Linked DNA regions of Mus musculus: regions 1, 3 and 4 are each linked to region 2. Evidence: chromatin contacts called from public HiCAR-type, HiChIP or PLAC-seq and promoter capture Hi-C data. All regions are on one chromosome and are shown on one strand. The core of a region is the stretch at or near the end of the contact, and the rest is flanking DNA. Distances in the headings are between cores, read along the strand shown.

What was found. Promoter capture Hi-C pulls out the DNA fragments that hold promoters and counts their contacts. HiCAR-type assays count read pairs that join an accessible place to other places. HiChIP or PLAC-seq counts read pairs in DNA pulled down with a chosen protein or histone mark.
Region 1: an H3K4me3 HiChIP or PLAC-seq map of pro-B cells shows a contact between it and region 2, with 8 times the contacts expected there. The contact joins the promoter of Msl3l2 here to the promoter of Man1a in region 2. A contact is called at or near these places in 12 of 39 promoter capture datasets (the 3T3-L1 cell line, 3T3-L1-derived adipocytes, the C10 cell line and 7 more), 4 of 484 Hi-C or Micro-C datasets (adipose-derived mesenchymal stem cells, cerebral cortex, cumulus cells and 1 more), 11 of 115 datasets of contacts at active chromatin or transcription factors (astrocytes, embryonic forebrain, embryonic hindbrain and 8 more) and 1 of 9 other capture datasets (embryonic stem cells).
Region 3: a contact with region 2 is called in a HiCAR-type map of astrocytes, with 8 times the contacts expected there. The contact joins the promoter of Tbc1d32 here to the promoter of Man1a in region 2. A contact is called at or near these places in 7 of 39 promoter capture datasets (the 3T3-L1 cell line, cranial neural crest, embryonic stem cells and 3 more), 3 of 484 Hi-C or Micro-C datasets (LSK cells, cerebral cortex and regulatory T cells), 14 of 115 datasets of contacts at active chromatin or transcription factors (the NIH/3T3 cell line, SST interneurons, astrocytes and 10 more) and 3 of 9 other capture datasets (adipose tissue, embryonic stem cells and liver).
Region 4: a contact with region 2 is called in a promoter capture Hi-C map of embryonic stem cells, with 7 times the contacts expected there. The contact joins the promoter of Gja1 here to the promoter of Man1a in region 2. A contact is called at or near these places in 4 of 39 promoter capture datasets (the 3T3-L1 cell line, cranial neural crest, embryonic stem cells and 1 more) and 4 of 115 datasets of contacts at active chromatin or transcription factors (astrocytes, large pre-B cells, pro-B cells and 1 more).

Annotation. Positions count from the first base shown.
Region 1 is chr10:56,105,209-56,108,183 of GRCm38.p6, forward strand. Msl3l2 (MSL3 like 2) reads left to right here and starts at 1,709. Exons shown (of 2, transcript NM_001163833.1): 1 at 1,709-1,821. The region is part of intron 22 of Tbc1d32 (TBC1 domain family, member 32); the gene reads right to left.
Region 2 is chr10:54,074,346-54,077,045 of GRCm38.p6, forward strand. It overlaps Man1a (mannosidase 1, alpha), which reads right to left and starts at 1,392. Exons shown (of 13, transcript NM_008548.5): 1 at 1,181-1,392; 2 at 71-925. The coding sequence starts at 679. Gm16998 (predicted gene, 16998) reads left to right here and starts at 1,577. Exons shown (of 3, transcript NR_038016.1): 1 at 1,577-2,508.
Region 3 is chr10:56,227,343-56,230,042 of GRCm38.p6, forward strand. It overlaps Tbc1d32 (TBC1 domain family, member 32), which reads right to left and starts at 1,347. Exons shown (of 33, transcript NM_001033385.3): 1 at 1,136-1,347. The coding sequence starts at 1,290.
Region 4 is chr10:56,375,872-56,378,875 of GRCm38.p6, forward strand. It overlaps Gja1 (gap junction protein, alpha 1), which reads left to right and starts at 1,429. Exons shown (of 2, transcript NM_010288.3): 1 at 1,429-1,647.

The DNA of each region.
Region 1 (2,975 bases), core at 459-2,958, 2.0 Mb after region 2:
CATGTTAAGCAAAATGAGCTAGACCCAAAAAAAAACAATGTATAAAATGTTTTCTTACATGTGGTTCCTAGATTCTATTTAGATTCCCCTTCCCCCTCCCCCTTTCCTGTGTGTGCATGTGACAATGAGACAATCTGAATGAAGGAAGGCAACTAGAAGGAGAGGGAAGAGGAAGAAATATGAAGGTATGGAGGTAAAATACAGCAAAGCACATGGTACACTTCAAACAGCTTCATAAAACTCACCAATAAATAAGGTGAGGACATCAAGAAAACTAGGGTTATTCTTAGAGAACTCTTTATTTACTCTTTTCTATTGGTCTTCTCCTTATATTTTTCATTTACTTTGTTATATGACAATATCGTATGGGCATATGATATAAAGCAATTACTAGCTAGCTCTCCAATATTCCTTCTTATCTCCCTCTCTTCTCTATCAACCCTTCTGTATCCCTACCAGTTCCTTTCTGGATTCATGACGGTTTTTGTTCTGTTCTGTGACCCATTTCATTTAATCAGATCCCCCTGTGTGCTCATTGATTATACACTGATTCCTAGTAGAGTGAGAAGTGCTCTGTTCAACCATCTTCTAAAATAAATCTCCTGATGATTGTTTCCTGAGCCCCTGGCCGTTATTTCTACTCATCAGTCAAGGCCCATAAAGCTATAAAAATCAATACCTAAATGCTTATCTTTCCAGACAAAGCAAATAAGTAGACAGTGTACTTTAAAATCCCCTCTTTTAGATATCCATGGTCAAAAGATCAGTAACTGCAGGTGTAGCACATAATACCATCTATAAGCCAGACTTAGTCATTTTTTTCTTCTGTAGCTAGAGAAAATTTCACATAAACTAGAGATTACGCTGCACATATAATTCATATGTTCATAAAATTTACTGTGTTCTTTGGGTCAGTTTAACCTTATTTTACAAAAGTGCCACTTTCTTTGATAGCTGAGTGTAACGTGCCCGAATAATTGAAGATTCACTTCTATTTCTGACAGGTTCTCTCTTGCCCCCGCTGTCTTCAAGAAGCGAGGGAGCAGACAGCAGAGAGGATACATATGAAGTACTCTGTAAACTCGGTATTACCAGCCTTTAAACGGGATGAAGCAACGTAAAAATAGATCACCACGAAGGATTTAAATGAAACAGGTTTGCACTCAGTAGATGCAGGATACTCGTGTTATAGTTCTGGGAAGTGTTTATAGCTCAAATACGTCTTGGGATGTAGACGCATCATCTGAGAGAGCATCGCAGTAAGTCTGCCTGTCAGGAACTGCAGATCGCCTAGAAGCCTGGAGCTGTGGGAAAAAGTGTGTGGGTGGGTGGGTGGGGGTGGGGGGGCTCGGGTCTTAAAGGCTGGAAGCAGGGCCTACGAAGACCACTGTCCTTCCTGCTGCTGTGTTGGCTAGCGTCAACTCAGTATCAACTATAGCCATTTTGGAGGAGGAAACCCCTAATTGTGAAAATGTCTTCAGCGGATTAGCCAAAGGACAAGCCTGTCAAGCATTCTCTTGATTGATGTTTGATGTGGGAGGGCCCTAGTCTCTGGAGGCAGTGCCACCCGTTGGGCTGTAGCCATTTCCTCCAAGTTGAAACATCTTCTCCTGGAGGGAGGGGGCGCTAGAGAGTCGGGAAGTAAACCAGACAAATCCGGTGAAAACTGAAACTAGCAAGATTCTCAAGGTCCCCACCCCCTCTCCTCCTGGGCTTCAAAAGCAGTCGAAAACTGCGGGGTGAGAAAGGATTGCACGGTTGGCTAGGATTCCCACAGCGAGCAGTTCGGTTGCAGTTTTCCTGAATCCCCACCTTGATGAGGTAAGCTTTTCAGAGATGCAGCTGCTTTTGAGCTTCCCTGACCCCACTGACCAGCACTGGATTCTGGATTTCCATCCCATAATTAGTTGTCAATGCCCTCTCTGGGCTAAGCAGACATAGACTGTGGTTCTCTAAATACGTCTCATGGGACAAAGTGTCTGGAGAGGTATTCTAGAGGCATATGTTAGAGGTATTTTGCCACATTTCCACATCTCATAGCACTGAACAATAAGGGAATTGTTGGCTATAGGGAACTATGCCACCAAGAGTAAGCTAGGGTCTAGAGAACCCCCTTAGCAAGTCCTGAGAACACCCATCTAGCACCCAAAACCAACACAAGATTAATGCAGCATAGTGGGGGGCTCAAACCCCACAAAATACAGCCTTAGACACAGAAGCCTATAAGCAGCTGAGACTGAATAGGAAACAAAAGTAGATATAATGTAGGGAAGTTAAAGATACCAGTTCAAACTTCACAGTAGACGGGAGAATTTTCCAGCTGGGCTGGAGAGATGGCTCAGTGGTTAAGAGCACTGGCTGCTCTTCCAGAGGTCCGGAGTTCAGTTCCCAGCAACCACATGGTGGCTCACAACCATCTGTAATATAATTTGATTCTCTCTTCTGGTGTGAATGAAATAAATAAACAAACAAATCTTAACCAATAATAGTAGTAGTAGTAATAATAATGATAGATAATTGTACCAGGCATGCTTGTCTCTGTAAAGTATAAACTCTATAATAATCATTAGATTTTTTTGCCATCTGTACTTCCTTTCTCATCTAAGGTACTTACTGATTTTGTGATTTAGACTACATGTTTACATATAGGAAGAGATTACAAGTGAACTTGGGAAAAACTGGAATTCACCAGCTATGGGACAACAGTTAAAGACTTTTTGATAAACTACTTACTTAAACTGTAGGTGAGACAGTGTTTCATTGGAGGATTTTAGTTCTCTCAGGCTTACAAGACTAAAGCTAAAGTACTTGGTGATGCCTGACAAGAATTACTGTAAATATTAGACATTACTATTAAAGATACTATATCTTTGTGACAATACTCTTGATACAAATTATTTCCAGACCCCATTTGAAAAAACTAAGCAAAGAAGTGATTTTAGGAATTCTAGAAAAAATAAATATGGGAGGGAAAA
Region 2 (2,700 bases), core at 142-2,641:
AGTTCCAATCGTTTATCAAACCTCCCAGAAAACAGCAGCGTGAGTGGGATTTCAGGCAGGCTTTACTCACCTCTTTGATCTTTGCCCTCTTCTCACGGATGGTGGCGTCAGCGGGCTCCCGGTTCTCTACCCCGACGGGGGGCAGGAAGTCCACCTTGGGCAAGCCCCTAAACAGATCCTTGTCACGCAGCTGGTCCTGGGCCACCTTTTCCTTCTCCAGCAGAATGTCTCTTTGGATCTCCTCCGGCAGCTTCTGCAGGGTCTCCTTGGCTTCCCTGAGAGCCCGCTCGTGGTTTTCGCGGATCCTGGCTAAGTTGTCTTCCAGTCCAGCTCCAGGGTCCCCAGGCGCGCCTTCCTCGCGGTGCCGGACTCTCCCCTCGGCGGCATCCTCCGCACGCGCCCCGAGCCCGGGCTTGTGCTCCGCCGGCGGCTGCAAGGCAGGGTTGGAGTGGAACAGGACCCCGCTGAGCAGCTTGGAGGAGTCAGGCAGGAAGAAGATTGCCCCGAAGCAGAGCGTGATGAAGGCGCTGAACACCAGCAGCAGCACGAACTTCTCGGTGAGGCGGAAGGCAGCGGGGCCAGACCCCTTCCTCCCGCCGCCAAGCCCCCCGCCCAGGCCACTGCCCAGGCCGCCGCCCCCAGGGCTACTGAAGAGCGGCAACAGGCCCCCCACGGGCATCGCTCCGGAGGTTGTAGCCGCCGGCTGACAGTCTGTCCAGGGGCCCGGCGCCGAGCCGCTCAGCAGCCAAACTTCGCTGCCGCCGGCTGTCAGCGGCTGCGGGGCCGGCTCTTGCGCATCCAGGCCGCCCAGAGCGCGTGTCTGGGCTGCGGGTCTCCCCGCTTGAAGCGGCTCCCCTCCGGCGATCCTCGCCGGGGCGGCTCCTTTGGCAAACAGGCACGCGCGGCAAACCGCTGGCTGCAGCCCCTGTTGGGGGGAGAGGAGACAGTAAAAGCGCAGTGGTTAGGAAGGTGCTGAGAAAGTTTCCAGTGGGGTCTCCGCCCTCCCCTGGACCCGGGATCCGCAGGACCGTATCCCGGCAGGCAACCCCGGGGTCCAGCCGCGGGCACCACCCTCAGAGCCCACTTTGGACTTGGGGTGAAGTTTTCCAGCCGCGGAGGCAGGGTGTCCCGCGACATCTGGGTCAGCACAGCGGGCACCTCGGTGGCAAGGGCGGCGCACCTCTGGGCAGCAAGGGCGCCGCGTGCGTAGGGGGTTCGTCAACTTCTCCAGCTGCCCATCTCCGAGCGCTTCCCGGCGGGTGGTAGCACGCGTACAGCCGGGTGGCTCTGAGGCCCCGGGACACGGCTCAGGTGAGCGAGCGCACCGACCTGCCGGCGTGAGCCAGCGAACCAGGCACCGTACTGCCCTCCGTCGCGGCCCCGCCGTGCACTAATAGCACTGCCGGTCTCCCGAGCGGTCGGAAACGAGGGCGGTGACGCGTCCGGAGAGTGACAGCGCGTCCGGGCCAATCTTACGCCTCCCAGGGTCCCGCGGGGGTGGAGCCGAGGCGGGGAGGGGGCCGCACGGGGCGGGGAGTTTACGGGAAGCGCTGCCTCTCCGGGACCCGGCAGAGGCGGGGAGGTCGCGGCTCCCCTGGGCTCCCGAGGACTGGAACTGCGCCCGGGAGCCGTGTTAAGACTCGCCCGGAGGACCAGAGCCGGAGTTGGTCCGAGCTTATTCCGCCCAAAACCTATTCAAGCCGAAGCCCCAAAGGTAGTGGATCCCCGAGTGACCACTACTAATATGGTAGCGACAGCTTGCCCCAGTACTCGAAATTGGCGATCCCGAAGAGCATGCAGGGGATTGCGGGGGCAAGCCGTGGTTTTGAAGTGGTTTTGAAGGCTTTTCTCCAGCCACCCCTTATTACCCAAGACAGGGATTCCCCGGTGCCCAATAACTCTCAAATCCAAAGTCTCCAGGCTCCTCCACAAAGCTTTTGAGCTCTCTACTCTACCTCGTTAAGAGCCTTTTACATCCTAGGCGACTTGGGGTTTGGGGACTGCTTGGGGCTCTAAGTATACACCCTCTTCCCCTTACAATAAACAACAACAACAACAAAAGTTGTATGACTCCCCCACACTCCCCCACACCCCCCCCACTTTCGAAATTCATTTACCTCATCGCAGTTGGTCAAATTTTCCATTCAAAGAAGACAGTTTTATGCTGCCAGAGCTCCAAGCAATAAATTGAACCCTGTTGAAATTAAGTCTTGGATGCGACAACTCCCAGCGAAGGCAAGACTTGGTCCAACAGAGATTGTTTTCAACACAGCCTTGCAGTATTCAGTCTCATGGAATGTCATGGAAACTGGCTCCACCTCCCATGACATCCATTGGAATGCCCTGCTGATATTGCATAGATCTACATTTTGACCTGGCTGGGAACCCCCTGCCTCAGGGTGAAGAGACAAGAAAACATTTCCCAAACTGTGTTATGAATCCCCTGTTGCTCCACAAAGAAACAGTTACCAGAGGGAAATTTGACTGACTTCCCACTCCTGAAAGCTGGTTTGTAGCAGCTCTGTTTACCCTCAACCTTCTCCGGAAACATGATTTTAAAGTGTGCCCTTTACTTGTCTTAAACCAGAGGAAAACAGCTGGCAACTTCCAGGAGAGTGCCCACAGCACAGTTGTTTCCAGGTGTTGTGCTGTGTGCATAAAGTAAAAAAGCCAAGGCAGAAATCCTAAGGTCGTTTTCGT
Region 3 (2,700 bases), core at 97-2,596, 2.2 Mb after region 2:
TTTAAAAAATCAAGCTGGGCCATGGTGATACATGCTCCCACCACTTGGGATACTTAAGTTCAATAGTCATTTCCAGGTTATCCTGGGCTTGCCGGGCAACATAGCATGCAGGTCTCAAAAATCCTGACTTATTAAATTAGAAACCCTACAGTGACTCTTTGCACATCTTTTTAAATTCCCTTGAGAATCTGAGCAAATTATAAAGAACACCACCATAAAACGGCAAGTAAAACATAACCTTTTACAGAGAACATTAAAGGACTGAAGGGTCCCTTAATGCCCATTTCTAGAAACTGAACTTCGAGATATCCAAAAGTCAATAAAAAGCAACAGAAACTGCCTCCTATCAGGCATGAGGCTTGGGTTCCATTCCCAGCACCTGAATGACCAAGTCAAAAGCAACATCACAGGAAAAGTATCTGTGAGAGACAAACACTGGATTGTAAAAGGCTACAACTAATCGTGCGTGCGCCTGGAGGAAGACCTTGAAGCTGAGAGGCCTAATTCACTACATGAACAAACTCCAAAGAAACGCGTTGAGCCCTAAGGATCTTTAAGTTTAAGGAGCAGTTTGATTATAAAAAGGTCCTTCAGTTTGCACCGAACACTTCCTCTCTCCATGCTCCTCAAAGCTGGACAACCTGCTCCCTTTCAGTAGGTCTAGGACATTTGTATAGGCGCCCTACCCCTACACAGGCACCCAGACCTGCCTCAGTGTGGGAGGCCCTTCCAGTGTTGAGTGGCTTCTTACAACAGGCAGTGAAAGTAACAGACCAACAAAACCACAAATAAGGACCTGGGGGCGGGGAGGGGTAGGAGGTGGGGGTCACTACTTTTAGATAATGTGAAAGGAATTCCCTTAAATGTTAAGATTGTTCTTTAAAGAACAGAATAATTTACAATTGATGTTCTTAAGCTGCTGTGACAGAAGAGAACACAGAGGCAGATGAGGCTCTACAAAAATCACTTTGGAAAAAGAGGATAAATTCAGCACAGGGACAATTGAGAGAAAAAAAACTGAAGCAACAATCAGCTATTTTAGCAAAAAAATACCAAATAAATCTCTATCCAAATCATTTTCAGCTTTCCTGGACCAATGGTTTGTTTGCTTAAAAACTTATAAACTCGATTTTACTTGTGAAAATTTTCGTCAGTCTCCTCCAGCCGCAAGAGGATCTCCTCTGCGCACTCCAAGGAGGGAGCTCCGGTGATTTTCTCCTTCACGCTCTGGAACAGCTGCCGGAGCATCGCCTGCAGCATCACCTCATCCTCGCTGGAGAAATGGGCCATGCCTTGCAGCAGTCAAATCTCCGCAACCACCGCGGGGTCGCCACCAACAAAGCGCACTGCGCACGCGCGACCCAGCCCAATCGCCGCCGACGCTCAGCGTCGTTCCCTAGGAAACCACAGCGCGAGTCCAAGGGCGGGGCCGCGGTTGAGTGGCGATGTGCTGGAAGACTGGGCTGTAGGTTTAGAGACCACCGAGAACTTGCTGAGGCTAACGTTGGATGATTGACGTTCCTTGGTACCGGCAGAGCTCAAGCCTCCCCCGACCGGAACAACAAACACCTCAGGATCTGCTGGGAGGGCCTAACGGGAAACGCCTCGGCTGCGCCTGACGTCAGCTCGCTGACGCGCCCAGGGGAGGGGTTAATCCCGGAGGAGAGTGGAACTGATCCTGACCTTGATCTGCAGGAAGTAGGAAGGGGACGAAAGAGAAGAGGCCTTTAGTAAAAGCAGGGCAAAGGAAGCCAAACTGAAATATCAACTGGGGATTGGGTGGTATTGAAATGTGGAAAAACCAGGTTCATACAGCAACCGTAACAACTGTTGCCTGCCAATGAGGATAGCACGCTGTAACAGAAAAGAAACTTAACAATTCATTACAGGGTAGTTATGTATTTTACTAAGGAAATGCCACATGACAGACTGGAAGTAGCCCTTGAACACTCATCCCTAGCAAAAAGAGCTATGGATAACTGCCTTCTGGGATCTAAAGAGTCATTGGTCTCTAAGGATGTGGCCATGCTCCAGAGGATGGCCCAACATCCAAAAGGATATAGGCAGCAAAAGTCAGTTCTGTGTTTTGTTTAGGGAGTTTGGATTGGTAGTTAAGAGCACTGGCTGCTTTTTCTGAGGACCCAGGTTCAATTTCCAGCACCAACATGGTGACTCACAACCTTCTGTAAGTCCAGTTCCATGAGATCTGATGCCCTCTTCTGACCTCTGTGGCACTACTCATCTGTGGTTCACAGACATACGGGCATGCAAACACTATACACATAAAATAATTTTTAAGATCAACGTTTTAAAAAGAAGGGAGTGTGGAAGTGGAAGAGTACATGTGAGTATGATCTAATACATTGTACAAATATGAAATTCAAAAACAAATCCAAAAATGCATTTCTTTAAAAGAAAAAAAAGGTGGTGTTACTTGTGGAAACATAAGATTTTTTTTTATAAATCAGTAAGAAGTTTAAAAAGAAACAACATATATAGTATGGGAGCTTACAAATGCACAATATTCAGATGCCAATAGTTACTGATGCCAAACAACTGATGAATGGTTTGACGTCAATAAACTTCCCAAATCCAGCTGTATATTCTATCCTCATCAGATATACTTCTCAGTTTAGCCAGATTCAGTAATTTTCTAGGAAAACAAATATTTCTCTCCAGAAATTGCACCATATATTTATT
Region 4 (3,004 bases), core at 179-2,678, 2.3 Mb after region 2:
AAGAGTTACAGTGTATTTATATACATAAAATAAATAAATCTTTTTTTAAAAAAATCTAATGTCACATTATCACATTCATTGCTGGACATAAAGCCTTGAAAGTCCGATTATAGTTTCTGCATCTGTAACATTACTTCCCTTCTTTAAGTTAAAGACAAAGGAACCTCAAAAGTAAGAGAACATGCTGGGGTCTTAAACTGTGAGGTTTTAAATGGCACTCCCTTAGTCATCCTAGTGAGAGGGTGCTTCGGCAGGAAAATGTTTCCCAGGAAGTCTTCGCCATCCTTTGTTCTGCTATTTACATTAGTGTGAGACGTTCAGCTCCATCAGGTGATGCCTATACAAAGGCCTAACTCCAGGAGCGCCGCTGAAGCCTGTTTATCGCCCTATCACAAGCCCTCGTGGGGGGCATCTGGGAACCCTCAAAGGAGCTGCCCACCCTAGGAATGAGGTCATATGACTCAGGCTTTCATAAACCCCATCAGGTATGATGAGAGAGGCATGAAGCTGTGGGCAGGCAGTCACCAGGCCCACATCTCTTCCCTGAAAGTGCTTCCGAGGGACAGGATTGGAAGAGAGAAAGAAGTTTTGAGACAGGCTGTGTCTGGCAACTCTGGTCTGCAGCGGTTAGAAGGAAGAGGAGGAGGGGGACAATTCTGGCATCTCCCTGCCGATTTAAATGTTAAATTGTAGGCATAAAAAAGACTAAGATATGGATCTTCACTTCCTTGGAGATTGGGTTGAGGTCCTATCAACGTTTCAGACAAGAGTTACATACATGATATATTATTTTTATTCATAGTATAGAACATGTATCTTCTTGTTGTTAATTAAAAGAATAAGGAAAACTACCTAAAGCAGCAGAGAAACTGAAGAGTAGACATCCCACTCCACGGGTCTGGTTGTGAAATGCCTTTCCCATGCCCACCGCCTCTTTCCTTTGTTAATTGTCCGGGTTTAAGAGGAAGAGAATTAGGTCATAAGAAAGATCACTCACACCCACCTCAAGCTTCACACACCTTGGGCAACCCAGAACAAGTCTGCACGAGTTCACCTTGTCTCCCCCCCCATTTTTATTTATTGTAATATTATTATTATTATCATTATTATTTAGGAAATGTGACCTAAAAGGGACATCTTCTCACTGCCCGTGGTCATCTCCTGAAGGAATGACCCATCCAACAGTTTTTTTTTTTAATCTGTGAGGAGTCACAGCCCCGCAGTAGCTGACGTACATCTAGAGCTATTTCTTACTTTTTTTCCCCTTCTCGTCAGCACATTGAAACTACAACTTTATCTTGACCAGGTTGCTTCTTCTGCCTGCTCAGCTCCACGCTCGCCAGCCTCCACTCCACCTCCTCCCCGCCTTTTCTTCCTCCCTCCCCTTTCTCCTAGCCCCTCCTTCCAGTTGAGTCAGTGGCTTGAAACTTTTAAAAGCTCTGTGCTCCAAGTTAAAAAACGCTTTTACGAGGTATCAGCACTTTTCTTTCATTGGGGGAAAGGCGTGAGGGAAGTACCCAACAGCAGCAGACTTTGAAACTTTAAACAGACAGGTCTGAGAGCCCGAACTCTCCTTTTCCTTTGACTTCAGCCTCCAAGGAGTTCCACCACTTTGGCGTGCCGGCTTCACTTTCATTAAGTGAAAGAGTAAGTTTTGAAAAAAAGAAAAACCCACTTTACCTAGTAGCGTCTCTTTCTGTAAGGGAAACTCTTCTATGCTTTGTAAATGCGTTGCGTCTTTGACTTAGGATACTGTAAGTAGAACGACGATCTTCAAAGTGCCTTTGTCATTTCCACGTGCTGAGTTTGATTTGGGTTTGTTTAAAAAGTTCCGCTGAGAGTGCAACAGGTAAAAGGCTCAAACTTTTTCCAACTAGAGTGAAGGAAGGACCAAGTTACTAAACTTAGTTCTTTGTTATGGAGCCTAACTTCACTTTTCTGTAGTCGCCAATGGAGAAGGTGTTGCGGGGGTGGGGGTGATGGGGGGGCACCTCAGTCAACTTTGCTTAGCCTGCTTCCTATAGTGCTGGACACTACACGCTTCTTTTTTTTCTTATGAAAATCCGGTCGCCTGTTCTACTGCCTTGAAACTGCAGACTCCTTTTGTAACAGAGTGCTTTGTTGAGACGCTGCGGCAGCAGTTGACTTCCACGTGGTTCTCTCTTAGACTTTTCAGGACTAAGCCACTAAATACGTAGACCAGGGTGCTGCGGTTAGAGTTTTTAGACCAACAGTGGGTACTTTGTGCAAGCCTGTGCGATGCTACGGGATGAACCTCTTAGCCTGCACAGCCAGCATTTTTTTTTAATACTCCACGCTGGCAACTCCGGGCGCGAGAAATCTTGAATGGGTGGTGGTGACTTACGGAGAGTTAGAGGAAGAACGGGCGTTTAGAAACAGTGTGTGCCAGGTTGCTTTTCCAAAATCAACTGCTAGAACGCGAGCTCCTAGAAGGAATGGGGAAAAGGGATTTTTAGAGCTGCGCTTTTAGAAAGAGCTGCCCCCTCTCCACCCCCAACTCCTCCTGCGTGCCCGGACTTGTAGTGACTTCAGAGCTGTTAGGACAGTTTTGAATTGGAGCCATCAGAGGGTGCAAAGCACTAAGCAAAAATGATGCTAACGTGCAGCTTGAAGGGGGTCCGTCTTAAAGCTTTTATTTTTAATTGGTAACACATTCTGTAAAGCACTTTGACCGGCCTAAATCCACACCGAAGTATCAGGGTGGGTCTGTATTGAAGGGCTTTTTTTTCTGTACCAGACCAGGCCGAGTCGTTGTGAAGTGAAAGCTTTAGGGCAGAGGATGGCACGGGCCCCTCCTGCCCAGTCTTAGCATCATCACGGGCTCCGTTCGCGCTTCCCGCAGCCTCCCAGCTTCGCGGTCCAGACGGCTGGCTGCGGAGGGGGGGAGGGGAGGCCAGGCTCGCGGCCCGACGGTCAGAAAGCAAGTGGGCGACTTTATTAAAGTTGTCAGTCTGAAGTCCCCCGCGCCCTCCCAGTCGCCTTT